Linked DNA regions of Gossypium hirsutum: region 1 is linked to region 2. The links are chromatin contacts, called in public Hi-C maps. All regions are on one chromosome and are shown on one strand. Each heading gives the region's core, a stretch centred on a gene start, on an enhancer-like site or on the middle of the called end of the contact. The rest is flanking DNA. Distances are from core to core; before and after follow the strand shown.

Evidence for each region. A called contact is a pair of places that touch in the nucleus more often than the background predicts.
Region 1: a Hi-C map of hypocotyl shows a contact between it and region 2, with 2.8 times the contacts expected there. The contact joins two enhancer-like sites. A contact is called at or near these places in 11 of 34 Hi-C or Micro-C datasets (anther, fibers, hypocotyl and 2 more).

Annotation. Positions count from the first base shown.
Region 1 is chrA10:16,069,270-16,072,594 of Gossypium_hirsutum_v2.1, reverse strand. No RefSeq gene overlaps it. Among protein-coding and RNA genes, the nearest start is that of LOC107897516, 12 kb to the left of the region's middle. Within about 2 kb of position 1,299, at least 9 of the 9 cell types and tissues checked have an H3K27ac peak or open chromatin away from gene starts, as enhancers often do. A contact at or near this core is called in hypocotyl, where this site is marked.
Region 2 is chrA10:16,021,014-16,024,599 of Gossypium_hirsutum_v2.1, reverse strand. No RefSeq gene overlaps it. Among protein-coding and RNA genes, the nearest start is that of LOC121208244, 21 kb to the right of the region's middle. Within about 2 kb of position 2,284, at least 2 of the 9 cell types and tissues checked have an H3K27ac peak or open chromatin away from gene starts, as enhancers often do. A contact at or near this core is called in hypocotyl, where this site is marked.

The DNA.
Region 1 (3,325 bases), core at 50-2,549, 49 kb before region 2:
AAGGATCTGGTTACGAGTATAATGAGCCACAGCTGCTTTGTGAAAAAAACTAGTGTTTCTGTCCCCACTCTAAAGCCAATTTATGCGAGCACGTTGTGACCAGTAGAACTCCTCTTTATCCGCTTCAAGATTCAAACCAAGCTGCACCTCTAAAGTTTCAGCCAAAATTTCATCAGTCGGATCCTGATCAAGAAGAGCAGAAAGCCTTTTTTCAAGCTGTAACCGATTTCTTTTTTTATCGTGAAATTTTGAGTGACTCTAATGTTGAAAATGAAGACCCGCAGTTGTTAATTTTACCGGTAAACAGTCATTTTGAACAGCCCATATCTTACGAACAATCTCTTCAAAAGAATTATCCAAGCACCACTTAGCTTCGAAACGAAAGGAACTTTATTTCCAACTATTGTCAAGGCGCAACTTTCCAAAAGTGTCTACAAGAATTGGACAATGATCAGAGAACGAATGGTTCAAATGTTCCAAAGAAAACCATGGGAACAGGTCCATCCATTGCAAAGAGGCAACACCTCTATCCAGTCTTTCACGAATATTTGTAGACGAAAACCTCCCCCTTTCCCAAGTAAACCATCTGCCATTAAAACCAATATCATGAAGTGAACAATCTTCCAAAGCAAAACGGAATTCCGCCATTTGTCCCTCAGGTCGAAGCCTTCCACCTTTCTTCTCGAAAGAGCTAGAAATCTCATTGAAATCTCCAAAAACCAGCTAAGGAACTGCACAATCATGGCCTAAAAAGTGAATTAAATTCCAAGAGTCCCACCGAGAACGTTCATCAGGATTACCATAAAACCCAGTTAGCCTCCAAGTTTCTCCATTATCCGGGTCATGAATATCCGCATCCACATAAAAAGAAGAATAGCTTCTAACTGAGACCAAATCATTTCCTTTCCATCCAAGAGATAAACCACCCTTAGATCCAGCAGTACCAATATCAATCCCATTATAAAAACCACATTTCTGACGCACCATTTCCATTTTTTTAACTCAATTTTGTTTCAATAAGAAACAAAATACGGGGATTAATGGCCCTTAATTTGTTACGAAGCTTATTAACTGTCCGAGGTCTCCCCAAACCACGGACATTCCAACTAAGTAATTTCATTGGCTACTCTGTCCAACAGAGCTAGCCGATAGTTCATTGATCACATTTGCAGGTAACTGGCCTGAGCTATGACTCAGATTATCCATCATGCGCTGACGTTTCTTTCCTTCTAAAGTCTGTAAAGGGTCTTCTTCACCAACTACTTGCAATTCTATGGGCCCAGTCCCATCACCCGCCTCATTAAATTCTTGATTTGCCACATCAGTCCATTTTGATAATCCCTTAGATTGCGCCGAATGACCATATCCCAATGGAATAAAATTGGAATTTTGATAGAGTTGACCCAAATCATTGCCTAAATTATTCCCAAAATTACTCAAATTACCAGATTTTCTGCCCTGAAAATTCCTTTCCTTATCTGAACAAAAACTCTCTGTCCCATCTGCTTCCCGGAGCCATCTGCTAACAGAAGAGGCGTACCTTCTCACTGCTGCAGGAAGTGAAATATCCCAACCAAAAATGATATTTGATGGATCAATTCTGGTTCTAATTGGGCAAAAACTTTCTCCATTCCCAAGTTTTCCACAAATAAAGCAGAAGAGACTCAACTTTTTTCATACTGGAATCGTGCATAAAGCTTCGGTCAATGCCAAGCGCAATTTTCTTCTTACGCTTTAAAGGAACAGTAACATCAATGTGGACTCTAATGCGCATAAAAGAAAAGAAATTTGTTGACCGGAAGGACGTATCATACTCTATAAACTGACCTAGAAAATTCCCAAACTATTTAGCCAAAGGTTCTGACATCAGTCCCGGAGGGAGATCATGAATTTGAACCCAAAATTCTGAAAAATTTAACTGCACAAGGGACGGGTTCTCGCCTGGCTGTAAACAATGAAGTAAAAGAAGATGATTGTTGAAAAACCATGGTGTTCCCATAAGCACTCTCTGAATGTCCACTTCATGGAAGAATTGGAAAAGAAAACGTCTCTCTCCCAAATCTGAAATACAAATGCCCCGAATAGGATGCCATAGGTCGGCTATAGTATTTCTTGGAGAAGGAAAATGCACAATACTATCAGTTAAATAGCAACCCACTAAACTTAATTGCAGATTCTGATAAACCACCGTTGCATCCTCCTAAAAAGCCTCTTCTTCTTCGTCTACCAGATTTAAATTTGCCAACTCATGCTCCATAGAGCTAAGAGATCCAAAACTAAAAAAAACTTACACTGAAGAAGACAGAGCAAACAAAACAAAAATACAAAACCAAAAGAAAGAACGAAAGAGAAGTTAAAAAAGAAAGATTCAACAGCAAAAACCGACGAAAAAACGTGTCAAAAGACAGACGAAAACATGTCAAAAGACAGACGGATCATAACTTGTTTAACTATTGACTTTTGGAAATAACAGAACTTATCTTAATGAATTTAATAATTATTGTTTAGTGAAGACTAAAATTTTAAAATTTAAAAAACACATAAACTAAAAATGACCCAATTAAAATGCTAGAACTACATTAACAGCTTTCACAAAACACAAAAAACTAACTGTATACATATTTTTATCTATTTTTTTAATAAAAATTAAAATACTCTCGAATAATATAATTTATGGAGGATATTTTTATAATTTTTCACCAACTTAAATAATAATATAAATAACAAAATAATTAAAATGAGACTCGACAATATTTTAAATTAACTTAAGATATTTTTTTATAATTATGGATAAACTTCTTCTTGATAAAATAAAAAATAAAAAAGAAGGCAACTTAGGATGAAATAATTAGTTTAAGTTAGGGAATAGGATAGACAAAATCAGAATCTATACCGTTTTGATAAGCAAAGTTTGTTAATTATACAAGTTGGCTTAAGGAATTAAATCAACATCTTGGAAAGAATATAGTAGCTTTTTGACAACTACATTTTCACTTTTGCCTTTATCCATATCTACTGCCCTATTCCTATTTAAATCTCGTAAGTTTAATTCAATTTGAAATATAAAATAAAAAAATTATATTTTTTCGTGATCACAATTATATAAAAAAAATTACCATCCCAACTTTCACACACCCTTTTAAACTTTAAATTAAAATAAAATAATATTTTATTTATCTTTGTCAAAAATTTTATGTAAATCATAACAAATCAGATAGAGTTTTGATGTTTTTTCTTTGGTAGATTTATTTTTTAAGTTTAATATTTTTATGGTGAGAAATAAATCTAGTTTTACATTTTTGGGAGAATCCACTCCCATATTGCA
Region 2 (3,586 bases), core at 1,035-3,534:
TAATCACTTCTCAATCCAAAATTGAAAACTTAAAATTTAAAATTTAATCACATAAGATTTAGACTACGACATTAGAGGCAATCCAGAGTTCCATTCCTTAATCATTATATTATGAAGAATTTGTTGGCATATGTATCTTAGTATTATTTTCCTATCTTAAGAATAAAGAGAATTAATATCTACATTCATATGATCATATAAATGTGTTCATAGGAATTTTGGAGCGTAGGGTCTAGGGTGGGTCAAATATATATGTGCGTATGGTTACCATATCATATATAAACGGATATAATTATTTCTTAATAAAACAACTTATTGTGGAGAATTCTTGAAGTTGCCACGTTTCATAAAATTTCCATCGCCTTAGCAATATTGTGCCAAATTTACAGGCCTTATTTCGATTTTGCAAAACTTCCACGTTTAACAGCTGAACCGGAACTATTTGAGACACCTAAAACAAATATGAAGCCATGTTTCAGACAACATACATACTTGGATACTAATGGGATTGTGCATAGAGGATGAAGGAACTACATCACTTCAGCTTTGATTTTTGTCACAACCGAAAACTTTTATTTTCTTAGAAAACTAAAATCCATTTCTGTACAATATTTTTGGATGATTATCCATTTCCTATAATAGTAGTAATATTAATAAAGTATGGGTGGGAAATGATGCGTGTAAAGGAGCAATTATGGTTGGGTGGTGCAATATTCCAATGGTTGGTTGATTCCTTAGTGATTTTCCTTTTTCATATTCTATGCATACTTGTTTGGATAATGAGAAAATAACGTCACCCAAACATTTTCTATTTCTTTTTTAGTGGAATCTCAAGTGGGTTTCCACTAAGGATGGCTAGTGTTGGCGTCACCAGTTTTTGAAGATTCATACCCCACAATATTTATCAATTACTTATTTATTAATCATGCGATAGAAAGTTCGATTCTAACTCATAAAAATAAGTATATTTCATAATTAATTATTTACTTTTTTTTTAAAAAACATCTAAAAGAAAAATTTACTATTGATGATGAATGCTCTAATATCAGCCAAAAAAAATCATTTAAGTAGGTTTGATATTCAAAGGTATTGGATTATACATTCTAAATTCAATCTTTAGATCTTAATTTTTCTTCTACAAATATAAATAACCAAAACAATAAATAAAGTTAAAATCACATAATAATAATAAAAAACTAAATATTTATTAGTGAGGTTATGATTTTTTATCAATTGCACATTATAAACTAATAAAAATGTTTATTTCAATTTGAAATTGAAAATTAATTCAAAATCCATAGTTTGAATTGATCAATAAATGACTAAATCATTGCTTAGCCCCCCTAATGGACAATATTTCTAAATAGTTGTAGCAAAAAAGTAATTTATTTTTGAAAATGATGAGGTTTTTTATCGGTATTAGAAATGAATTAATAAATAAGTTTTATTTTAAAATTTTGTGAGATTCGAAATCGTATTTATTAAGATTCAAACTTAAAAATATATAATAAATTTTTTAGCCCTATTTTAATTTTGTAAAACAAGCCATTTTAATTTTTATTTAATTTTTTGTTTTTTGTTTTTTTTTAATTTTTAAATTTATATTTTTATCAAATTACTTCAAATAGATAAAAAATTGATGTTTGTTAATTTTGTTAGCACGAAATATTTATGGATAATATGTTAGCATTTAATTAAACTTTTAAATTTTAAAATTTTTTTTAATTTTTATACTTTTTAAAATTATTTTAAATTTTTAAAATTTAATTAAATGTTGACATGTCATCCACATAATAATCTATATGTATATCACATCAGCAAAATTAAAAAAGAATATTAACTTTTATATCTAATTTTAAGTAATTTAAAAAAACGTATTATATATAAATTAAACTCTACTCGTTATTTTTTGTTTGAAATAAGTGTTGATTAAACAAATTAACATAGTAATGATTTTAAAATGGTAGACTCCTATTCTCAAATATACAGTTCTTGTCGACTCAGCTACATTTTACTTTGATTTTTTTTTAATAAAGCTTTGTGGCTAAATTAGATTAATAATTTAGGTGGACAGCTTCGAATAACATCATCTCAAGGTTTTAGTTGGATGATTTTGATAAAGTTGAATATGTTTGTATTAATTATAAGGATAAATTTTGAATAAAAATAGGGGTTTGGTAATATAAAAGAAATATTTGGCAAGCCTTTCAATCATCCTTCACGTCATGCACCATTATTCTCCTAACCAAATATTATATTTGTATGACCACGGACGTTGACAGCTTCAATTAAATAATTGGAGTACGCAATTACGTATTCAACTCATTCAATGTTGTAACAAAGGTATACCACACCTAACATTATATCCATTTCCTTTCAATTTTGAGGGGTTCAAATTTCTTATATTTTTTTTTATTAATGACTGCTTTTTTATTTATACTAATAATAAAGTGTAATAAAATTACCTTTTTTTTTATGAAAGTAACATTAATTTAGTAAAATAAATATATTATATTAATGATCATTACAAGTCAAGTAACACTAGGAAATATATAATAAAAGTAATAAATTATAAATTATATGCTAAATATTAATATAATAAGGATATTTATGTGCTTCATTTTTGGGGGGTTACATCTTAATTTAGCCTCCATAATTCTACCCTATTATCACTTTTTTTTATTAGTTTAGTATCTAAAATTTCATACTCCAAGGCCCAATGTACCATGTTGCGCCCTTTTTCTAAATAAATTCAAAATTAAAAATGCCAAAAAAGTAAAAACAACTCATAAGATTAAAAATCAGATTTTTTTAAATATAAAAACTCCATAAATCATAAAAATATACTTTTAGTTTTAAAAAACATAAAATTAAAAGAATTAAGAAATGGGTATTAAAGTCCTCAAAGTTAAAAAAAATTATATTAAAAATTTTAAAAAAATAAGTATCAAAGTGATTATTGGATACAACTTTGAGGTCTAAATTAAGCTTTAATTCATTTTAAATAAAAAATAAAAAATTTGCCTTCTTTTTAAACTCTATTCACTTTTATTGAATTGAAATTCTATTGACAGGTTGAAAATCGAAATATATCTAAATAAAACTCATACAAAATAAATTTTAAACCTAAAATAATTTAAAAGAGAATCTAAAAATAACATGATAAAACAACATAATACATTAAAGTCTCAAAATCTCAACTTTTATCATCACACCAAAAGATCATCGGCAAAACTTTTAATAAAATAAAAAAGCACACGTTTTCCTCAAATGGGCCTAATTGGTGACCCAATTTATGGCATAATTCCTTTTTTCGGGGGGTTGTTTCGAGCTTTTTGGGCAGGCCTTAATCTAATCTCAATATACCTTTGAAGCTTAGCCCTTCCAAATATATCTCCCAAATTAATTTGAATGATAATGGGTAGTAAAAACTTAATATCTGAGTTAAAATTTACAAATGGTAACCCAACTATGTTACATTCTTATTTTGGTCATCTAATTTTAAATTTTTTTAATTTAGGCACTAATGATTGAATCCATTCTTGTTTTGATCACCCGATGTTGAATTGACAATGAAAAGCTTTTT